Regions from separate parts of the Callithrix jacchus genome. Here region 1 is linked to region 2. A link is a contact called in public Hi-C data. All regions are on one chromosome and are shown on one strand. The core of a region is the stretch at or near the end of the contact, and the rest is flanking DNA. Distances in the headings are between cores, read along the strand shown. Region 1 overlaps SCFD2 (sec1 family domain containing 2). Region 2 holds the start of PDGFRA (platelet derived growth factor receptor alpha).

Region 1 (5,067 bases), core at 587-3,086, 1.1 Mb after region 2:
CTAATGATTTGATGAGATATCTTTGTAACACTTAATAACAAGCAGTCTTGGGAAAGTGCTGGCAGGTGTGAAGGAAGAACTATCTATTCTAGGCAGGTTTTCTTTCCTTGTCTCTATCAGATGGCTGTTTTTCCGGAGCTTCTAACAGTTTTCCCATGCAGAGTGCAAATGTGTTTGTTGTCAGCGAGGCCACCGTTTGGAATTGGTGCGGGAGCTCTGCAGCTTCTTTTCGATGGAACAGTGGAAGTGTGGTGGAGTTCAGTCTAGCTGGGGCCCCTTCCTGTCATAAATAAGATTACTTTCATTTCACTTGTGGAGTGTGCTATTCCTCAGAGTAATGAATTTCCTCTGTGCCTTTGAGCACATAAACATGGTTTTCATTAGCTTTCTCTCTTAAAAAAAAAAAAAATAAAAAACAGAAAGGAGGGGAGAGGGAGGTAAAAGAAAGAATCTGAGCAAAATTAATAAGATGTCAATTAACTCCATAAATGCAGATGGCTTTTTTGCCGACTGGCTAGAACATGCTGGTGAGCAGTACCAGAAAGGCACTGGTCCATCTCTCCTGAAATGCTAAGAAAATGAAGTGGGGTAGAGAAAGGTACAAACCATATCCAACATGAACAAAGGAATAAAAGAAAAATAGAGAAAGAAAAGAATACTCTTTTTCGAATCTTGCTTTAGGGAGAACTATTTCCAGCAGTCCCTGAGAGTGGCTCCTCAGACCAAACAGAAGCCCTCAGAAGCCCTGGGTTCTTCTGGAATTGTGGGCACTTCACAGAGGGCCAACCTATCCAGGATCACAGTGCGGCCCCTGCATCCACTTCCCTGCTTTTGCTCTGTGTGTGTGTGTGTGTGTGTGTGTGTGTGTGTCTGTGTGTGTGATTTTATGCTAATAAGATACCCCAGTCTTTCCCTATTTCAAATGTACCCCTCTGTGACTTGTAAGTCATGGAGTTCATAGGGATAAACATGCAGTTGTTCGATTTCACGGTTTGGAATCTCTTGTCAAGGGGTGAGTGATTATGACACGGCTGGGCTTTCCTCGTTGTTGATGGTGCATACTTGAACCTGAAAACTATTTAGGATCCATTGACCCTGTGACTTCTGCCAGGATCTTTCTTGCTGTTGTTTTTGGAGATCTGCGGGGCAGAGAATAGGGGGGTGGTGGCCTCTCAAATTATCCCATAGAAGGAGTTAAACCATTTTTTTAAAAAAGCCTAAACCCTGTTTTTTTCAAAATTACTTATTCTCGATGAAAAATCCCGAGTTGTCTTCCGAGAACCTTTTCCTCTCCCCAAAATCAATGTCTGTTTCAGCCTCCAGTTCATAGTATATCATGTGCTTGTTTATCCTCTAGAGAGGAAGAAATAATAATGTTATGAAGGCATCAAGGAATTAAATTCCAGGCCACAGGTTGTCACTGACAATTCACTGCAGACCAAACTCGTAACCCAGATAAAGAAGCTTGAAGCATTTCACAGTGAGGTGTCTTCCAGCTTTGACCTCCTGGATAGGTGTTCCTGTTACAGTTTAGAAGTGCAGCTGGTTTCTATTTGAAATGAGAAGGATGGAGTTATTTAAGGAGCCAGTGCCTCTCATAGGTGAAGTCGGCTTTGCTAAAATGTACACAGCACACTACAAGGAACCTTAAAAACAAACTTCCATTTCACTTAGCTGCAGCACAGGAAATTGTTTCTGGTTTGTTTTTGTTGTGAATAGAGAGAACATTGCATATTAAAAATTCCCTGTAGTTGTTTAATATTTGCTCAGTAGTGTCCTAGTTCCTCATCAAGTCCTTCTTCTCACTAAATCATGTCAACTCTGTCACTGTTTTGATTGGAAGCATGACTTGTAACACTGAAAATCTCTCAGGACGGTAAACCTCTGCAGCTGTGGAAGGCTGGGGCTATTTACTGGTATTATTAAAGGAACCTGAATGACTTCTTCGGGAGAAAAAAAAAGCAAAGATGGAGTGAAATTCATAAGGCGCACAGATTTAGGATGAAGGTTTTATTATAAGCACAGCCTCATAATAATATCCTCACCGAAATAAATACTGAAAAGTAACAATTGTTTCATGAATTGGCAAACATTATATTCTGCTGTCTGCCTTTTTTAGGGGGAAAAGAAAGTCCAAATGTAAATATGAAATCAGACATAGCTAGTGCTTTGGAACAGTGAAGTGGATGCTTTTTCAAGGTACACTATAGAAACAAATGTCACCTTAATTTCCTGAAGGCATTTTGAACAGTTTGTCATTGGTGTTTTTAAGGCATGAATTCTTACTGGAACAAAAGAGGAGCAGAAATTTTAAATTGCCAAGATTCTACTGACATGACTGATCATACTACCTTCTGCTTTATATGGGATCTGAAGAATGTCCTGAGAGTATAAAGATGTATGTTGGAGAGGCTGCACCCTCAGAAATGGGAAAAGAAGCAAAAGGAATGAAAACTTTTGCTTGAGAGAGGTGACCAATACCATACCTAAGATGTTTCTCTTCCAAAATGTTTCTTTGTTCACTTGTTCATTCCTTTACTCAATCATTTATTCATTTCAGTAAAGTTTATTGACTATCTCCTGTGAGCCCAGAACTGTGCCAGGTACTGGGAGGTCTAGTATAAAGGCAGCTTGCCCACAAGGACAGGGATTTCTGCCAAGAATGTTCTGTCCTCATTGCCATAGTGTGAGAAGCAGCTGGATTCCCAAGTCGGCCTTGACACTCAGCAGAACTCACTGTGTCTGCATCTAAAAGCACAAACCTGTTTGCTAGACTGTTCTTGTCATTGCCCACGTATTTACTATTGTGTACGAGTCATTTGTTTTGAATATACATTTTTGTCATATCTTGAAGAAGCAGTACAAAGCCTAAGAAACAGTTCATAGAAAATAATTTTAAGTAATTTGAAGAAAATAACTGTTAATTTGGAATAATTGTAAAGCTGTCAGGAATAACCAACAAGATCTCGTAAAGCTACAGAAATGCGTTGACTGTGTTTTCTTTGAGGCCAGAGCAGGATAATAACTCGGGAAGAAACTTCTAAAATATCAATTCAGCAAAGCAAATGCAAGACTTTTGAGGACTCAGTTCTCATGTGGGAGGCTGGATGCTGTGGGAGATATGAGGTCGGATAAGATGGTTTCTAATCTAATCTCAGACAGGAAATGAAACATAAGCCCTTGACTTAGAGGATGATGTGCTCCAAGCTCTTGGTGCAGCCCGAGAAAGTACAGTGAGTGCAGAGCTTCAGTAGGCCAGCGGGCCAGTGAAGTGCAAGGGTTTTGGGGAAAGTTGCAGGAAACCAGACTGAAGGCATTTACAGGGCCATCCATGTTCCCACCTGGAATGTGTGTGCTGCTTCTGACCTTGTTCCTCCAGAAAGATAGCTTAGAATTGGACAGCGTTTTGAGAAATGCAATTAAAGTGATAAAAGGAAGCAGGCGGTGAAAATGAGAGAGCACAGATGCTGTATTAGGACAAAACAAGAAGGTTAGGATTCCTCAGTCTGCAGAAATGGAGGTCGAGACTATGCGTATCTATAAATGGAGGTTATATATAACATCAGCACTGTCTCGGAATTACGAGAACCAAGAGAAAGCCATAATCATCTGGGAAGGCTTGAGCAAGACATGTCACTTGGTTCGACCCCAGTGTCTTCTTTTGTAATCCAGATTCCAGAATGTGTTCAGCCGCACGTCTGTCGTAAAAGGTGCTTGCTAAAAAAGGTATTCTTTAGCCAAGTAAGTTTGAAAATCTCTACTTACCATGTGTTCTTCCAGTAGATTCTCCATTTACATTTGATATTAAAAGATCTCAAAAAGCCATTCTTCAGGAAAACTTATTTAACTGTGTAGATCTCAACCAGTATTTACCAAACTCATTTGACCATGTAATCCTTCATTCATTTAGTGCCTATGCGAACTTTGGAAAATGCTTTTGGAAAGACAGGACTCTAAGATTATTAAGGTCCCTGGAAGGAAGTGAATCCATAACAGAGGAACCGCTCCCAACACTGTAAAATATATTACTTCTAGAGCCAATACTGAACAAAAATAATAAAGGGGCTGTTAGTGAGAGGACTAATAGCTTGCAGGTAGTAGGAATTTATAGCCACTTATGGAAGATGGCAGGTTCGTCAAAAGTAGTTGGGAGGTGTGGCTGACCATCCAAAAGAAAGCAATTAGAGTCCCCACAGTGCATTTAGAGGGGTCGCTAAGAGCCAGATCTGCACATCAGGGTTTAGGTTGTTATGTCAGGATCACACATCTCTTCTGCACCATCAAAAGAGAAAGTACATAGAAGAAACACATCGAAGTGTTGGCTGAATCAAGCAGATTGTTCTGCATGATAGTGAGATTACAGACAATTGGAAAGTACTTCTCTTGAACTTTGAGGCCAGTCACATTCCATTGAGTTCATGCCCATTAAAACATCAGCTGGATTCTATAGCTTGTCTCTGAAACCCTGGCTAAGCATTCAAGTTCAACAGTTTTGTAGACTTGTGCTTTTTTTCTCTAGAAACCTTACGCTATTTTGAAGAGTGTTTGTACGTGCACCTCTCCATTCCCTGACCCTGGCTGACTTTTTACCCTTTCTCTTCCCCACTTCATTGAGCAAATCTGCATAGCTACAATGTCCTGCCAACTTGCAAAGTGTTTTGTTGTTATTGTTGCTGCTATTTATTGAACTTTAGGGAGAGCAAATGAATATGACATGTTTAAAAACCAAGTCTCAGTACAGTTTTCTTTCTCTCCAGCACATTTTAGTTGCTTCTCCTTTTACTTCACCTTTCCCATTGTGCTGGTTGTTCTGCCTTCTCCAAGCTGCTCCCTGCTGGGGTAGGCAGGGAGAGGGAAAGGGAGGGTGTCATTCTACGTGGACTGCACCAGTGGGCTCTCTTGCCCTGCAGTTTCTGGCTGGGACTGGCTAATGCAGAGGCAGCTGTAGGTTTTAAGAGGAGAATGAGACCACCCTCTCCATGGAGCTCCTTTCTCTGTATTCTAGTCAGTGCTTCCTTCATGGCCCTGGAGTTCTAGCCCTCCACTCATTAGTTTCCTTTACCCTCG
Region 2 (4,533 bases), core at 1,018-3,517:
GGTTGCGCCCGCCGGGGGAGCCCCTTCCTCCCCTCCTGTGGCTCCGGGGATGTTTGTTCCGTGGGATGCACGGCGGAGGACCGTCGTGCCTGGTTTGCCCTGGATGCCTCTCCCTTCTCCAAAAATCTGGTCAGGAGCGACTGCGGCGAGGCGAGTCGGTCCAAAACATTGAGCAATTCGGCCTCGGAGCCAAAAAGCCATTTCCCACAACGCCCAGCCCGGGGCTTTTCGAACGCGGGGCGGTCGGGACCTGATAGGGGCCATCCCTGCTTGCCTCCCACCCAGGGAGATGCAGTGAGTGGCAAGTTCTTCCAGGCACGCTATCCGCACACCCTGAGGTCTTAGCAGAACTGGGGGAGCGAACAGCGGGACCAGCAATCTGGCTGCGGGAGGGATGCACACCGGACAGCAGGCTGGGCCAGCAAGTCCTTCCGGACCGAGACGCGAGGCCTGGCCACACCGGCAGCTCCTGCACGCCTGGCCAGTCCCGGGGTCCTGGCTCCCTCCGGCAGCCGTACTCGGGTCGGGCCATGCTCCTTCCCGATCTGGCCGACACCCTCTCGGAATAGAACCGCTGATCCCACATATTATATTAAGAGCCAAATGGACACCGCCTGCTCCCCGGGCGCAACCGGGCGGAGTTAATTTCGTGTGTAAAAACCCATTTCCATGGGGTTAGACAGCAGAGGAAGGAGAAGTTCGCACAGACAGCTCCCAGGCGGGCAGGGAGAGGAATGGAGAAAAGGGCAACTGAGGAGCGCAGGGCGAGCGCAGACGGCGAGTGCCACACACCCCCGCGCGGAGAGGGGCGCTGCGTAGGGGGTTCCCAGGGCTCGGGAGCCCGGAAGGAGAGTGTGGTTTACCTCCCACCTTTCTGTCTTACCTGCGAACAAGTTTCCCCAGTTCCAAGTCGTCCCTAAATTCCTCACGAGAAGTTCGGCACTGCCCTAGAGAACTTCCCTCTCTTCCTGCCTGCGGCCAGTACAGAGCAGCAGCAGAGCCCCGGGCGATGCAGAGACGATTCCACCGAGGAGGGGGCGCGGGGAGACCGGCGGGGGCGGGGGCCACGGTGCACAATGAGGGCCCCCGAGTGTGCGGTTCGAAATTCCTCAAATCCCAGTTGCTGGAATGCGAGGCGACGACGACGTCTTCACTTCGGGCCAAATGTGTTTGTCATTATTCCAGACCGCCCGCCTGCGCCGCCGCTGTCGCCCCCGCTCTAAGGCGTGCAACCCGAGCGCGCTGCCGGGCAGGCACCCGCTCTCCCTAGCACCTCACTGACCCGACAAACCGCTCCAGAGCGCCCCACACCCTTGCTCGCGCCCGCGCCCCTCTGCTTGTCCCGCAGCCGCCTCACCCTCGCGCCAAACCTGCCCCGGCTCCCACCCAGAGCAGCGCCGTCCAGTAATTACGCGCATTCCGCCCGCTCCACGTTCTGCAGGCCAGCACCGACGTTCGGTCTCCAGCCGAGCCCTGTCCTCCTCCAGCGCCCCGCAACCCCTTCCCGCGCCCCACACGGAGCTCTCCTCTCCCCACCTCCCCTGGTCCCCCAGCTGCACTCCACACCACGGGCTGCAGTGCTGTCCCGCCAACCCGCAGGCGAGGAATGAAAACACTCATTTAAAACCTGTCGCCTTCCAGAACCCACTGCCAAGAAGAGAGCCAACACCTCTGCCTCCACCCCCAGTTCCTTGGTGTTCGGCCCAGTATTCACGAATACCACCCCACTCCCAAAAGAAACCTCAAAAATGTAAACCTAAACAGTTTCTTTGGGAGGCCATAGAGTTGTTAGAAAAACATTGTTTTTAAAAAATAGGTCTGGAAAATGTGCGTTAAAAAAAAAAAAAAAAGAATCCCTAGACTTTCTAACTCTATGGTTATCTCCCGCCCATCCAGAAGTGAAGTTTATTCCGAAAAAAACAAAAAGTTACTCTCTGGACACACAACTGGAATTCAGGCATTTTTTTTTTTTCTTGTCCCCTAAAGTTTTGAAGTTACTTCACTTTCTCCAGCCCCAGAGCCTGATCAGGGACTTCCCTTATAAACAAAAATCAAAAATCATTTTTTCTTCTCCCTTACCTTCTCCTCCTATGTTATTCCGCAATGAATGTCCCACACATGGAGTAAAGAGTGTGTCCACGGCCTCCAATGCTCGCTTGTAGTCTCCTCCTCTGTTTCTCTCCTTGTAGCTCCAACAGTAATGGGCTCAAAAACCGCGTTTTGTAATTGATTCAACGTTATAGTCCATCCTTCTAAAACTAATCATTTGCTCTAAGTAAATAGCTGTCAGGAAATAAGCCCCCCCTCCCCAACACCTTGGTCTCTTCAAAATAAAAGTTGTGCTGGAACTCCCTGCGCGCCGAATGTCCCAGTCTCCAGATTGCGCCTTCGCTTTTCGCTCTTACGCAATCGGGGGTCCAGTCCCAACCCCCAGACTTCGACAACAACTGGGGGGCGGGGAGAAGCGGACCAGATGGGATGGGGAGGTGGAAGGGGGAGGTGTTGGTGCTCTGCCGGGAAAGCGGTTTTATGAAACTACAAACAGCCCATCATTTCCAGAACGAGTTTGCCTCCCCATTTTGGGGTTATTTTCTTACACTGCTATAGTTTTGTATTCTCTTTGAAAAGAAGAAAAGGAACATGTAAAATTGCATTTAATACCCAGAGAGAATATAAATCTAGAATCAAGAAATGTCCCTTCTACAAACTCGGCCCAACTGGAAATAGGGCCCTCGGGGAAAGTCTTACAAGCGGTTGCGCGGTTTTGAGCTAGGGGTCTTTTCGGGAAAGGGCTATATAACTGCTAGTTCTTTAATGGGATTAGGCAAATTGTTGAGTCCAATATGACAATGATGGATTTTTGGTGTGTGTGTGTGTGTGTGTGAGAGAGAGAGAGAGAGAGAGAGAGAGAGAAAGGCTGGGTGGAGTCTGAAATAGGGTACTAAGAAAAGAGGGTCTGGATAGATTTGGAACGTTCTCCGATAGAACGACCTTTATTCCCCTGAAGCCACTTATCTGGTCGTGCCTTTGTTTTCGGGTTATCTGGGCGAGGTTGCCCTGGCTTCTATCTCGCACACAAAAAAGCTCAAGCCTGGGTGTTTGGGGAATTGTCCCGCCGCCTCCGCGTCTTGGGGGAGGGTAGCTTTTGACTCTCTCTCTGTTCCCTCCTGCTGCGTGGGTCGAACCCTACGAATGCCTTGAAGTTGACAGCTGAGTCCCAAACCCTGCGCCCAAGGCGCGAGGCTAGTGTGTGTCCGGAGGAAACGATCCTGCCGGCGAGGGAAAGGGGGCGCTGATACTCCAGGAACCAGACCTGAGCAGAGTGGGACTTCCCAGCGACAGTGGGGGAGGGGAGCGCGTTCACCTTCCTTGCGGTCTCCGATTTTTGAATTCTCTTGTTGGGGGTGGGGGTCATCCTTCATCCTTCTCCCTCAACCCCCACCCCCATACACGCACTCTGAAAATGGCCAAGGTGGCCAGGTTGGGCCTGGCACGTCGAACAGCCGTCTCCTCCTTCACCAGGAGGTGGAGAAATACTCCAAGACGCGCAATGCTGTGCTTAACTAGGTAGGACAGGATCTTTGGGTGTCAGGCTCGAAAAGAGGTCGCCTGGGGCTGCGCTGGGGTCCCCATTGCCCCAGCTCTTCTACGCGCCCCGCTCTCGTGCATCTTCAGCTCGGGTGACTGCACCGCTCGCGATTACTTCCACATGTTCCTTCAGGAAATTATTGAAGGCAAATATATGAACAGCCCCTTGTTCGGAATGCTAACAGGATACCGTAATGTTTGTAGATAATGAACGAGAATAAACGATCCCCCCCCCCCCACCGCCTCAAAATTAGAGTGCGGAATAAAAGGGAAAAGCGGGTGCTGGGCTTCCTGCTGTTAAGTTGAGAGCTGGGTTTCTACGCCAGTTGTCCCAGAGGGTAGGAGGCTAGACGCAGAGCCTACCCAGAGGGTCTGCTTTGCTCCGGCGACACTGCTAGCCGGGTCAAGCCAGTGTTTCTCGTCCGCAGGGCCCCAGCGCTCTCCGCCCACAAATGGTAACTTCACAGTTCATTTCAGAGCCGTTTAATGGAGCCCGAAAAGCAGGCCGGGCGGTGGTGTCTAGGCCGGGAGTTTAAAGCGGAAAGCACTGGATGAGCCGGCGAGCACCCAGTTGTCTGTCCTTCTGGTAGTAATTACCTGCCTAATTTGAATGATGCCTTTGTTATGATCATTAACAAACATTTGCTAAAGGTTTCCATGTGTGACATTCTCGAAGGTTTAAAGACCCGAGGAGCTGACTTCGGGGACAGAGCCCCGGTGGGGGGTGGCGCAAGAAAGCAAATGGTTGGGGGAAGATTTCGCGGAGAGACCGTGCAAAGAAGAGAGGTCAACATCTGCGTCCTCTGCAAAAGCAAGATAAACCCAGTGGTCAAAACAAAATAACAACAACAACAACAAAACCCCAGTGATCAGGAGCAACCTCCCTCTGGACAGGAGGCCCTCGAACCGAGGCGGTTGGTTCCTTAAACCGAGTCCTGCCCCCAC

What was found. Hi-C and Micro-C count contacts between places; a contact is called where the count stands out from the background.
Region 1: a Hi-C map of skeletal muscle shows a contact between it and region 2, with 8 times the contacts expected there. The contact joins the enhancer-like site here to the promoter of PDGFRA in region 2. A contact is called at or near these places in 2 of 3 Hi-C or Micro-C datasets (induced pluripotent stem cells and skeletal muscle).

What each region holds. Positions count from the first base shown.
Region 1 is chr3:143,650,950-143,656,016 of calJac240_pri, forward strand. All of the region lies in intron 5 of SCFD2 (sec1 family domain containing 2), which reads left to right. Among named protein-coding and RNA genes, the nearest start is that of RASL11B, 130 kb to the right of the region's middle. Within about 2 kb of position 1,837, at least 3 of the 16 cell types and tissues checked have an H3K27ac peak or open chromatin away from gene starts, as enhancers often do.
Region 2 is chr3:142,522,079-142,526,611 of calJac240_pri, forward strand. PDGFRA (platelet derived growth factor receptor alpha) reads right to left here and starts at 2,268. Exons shown (of 23, transcript NM_001270588.1): 1 at 2,080-2,268.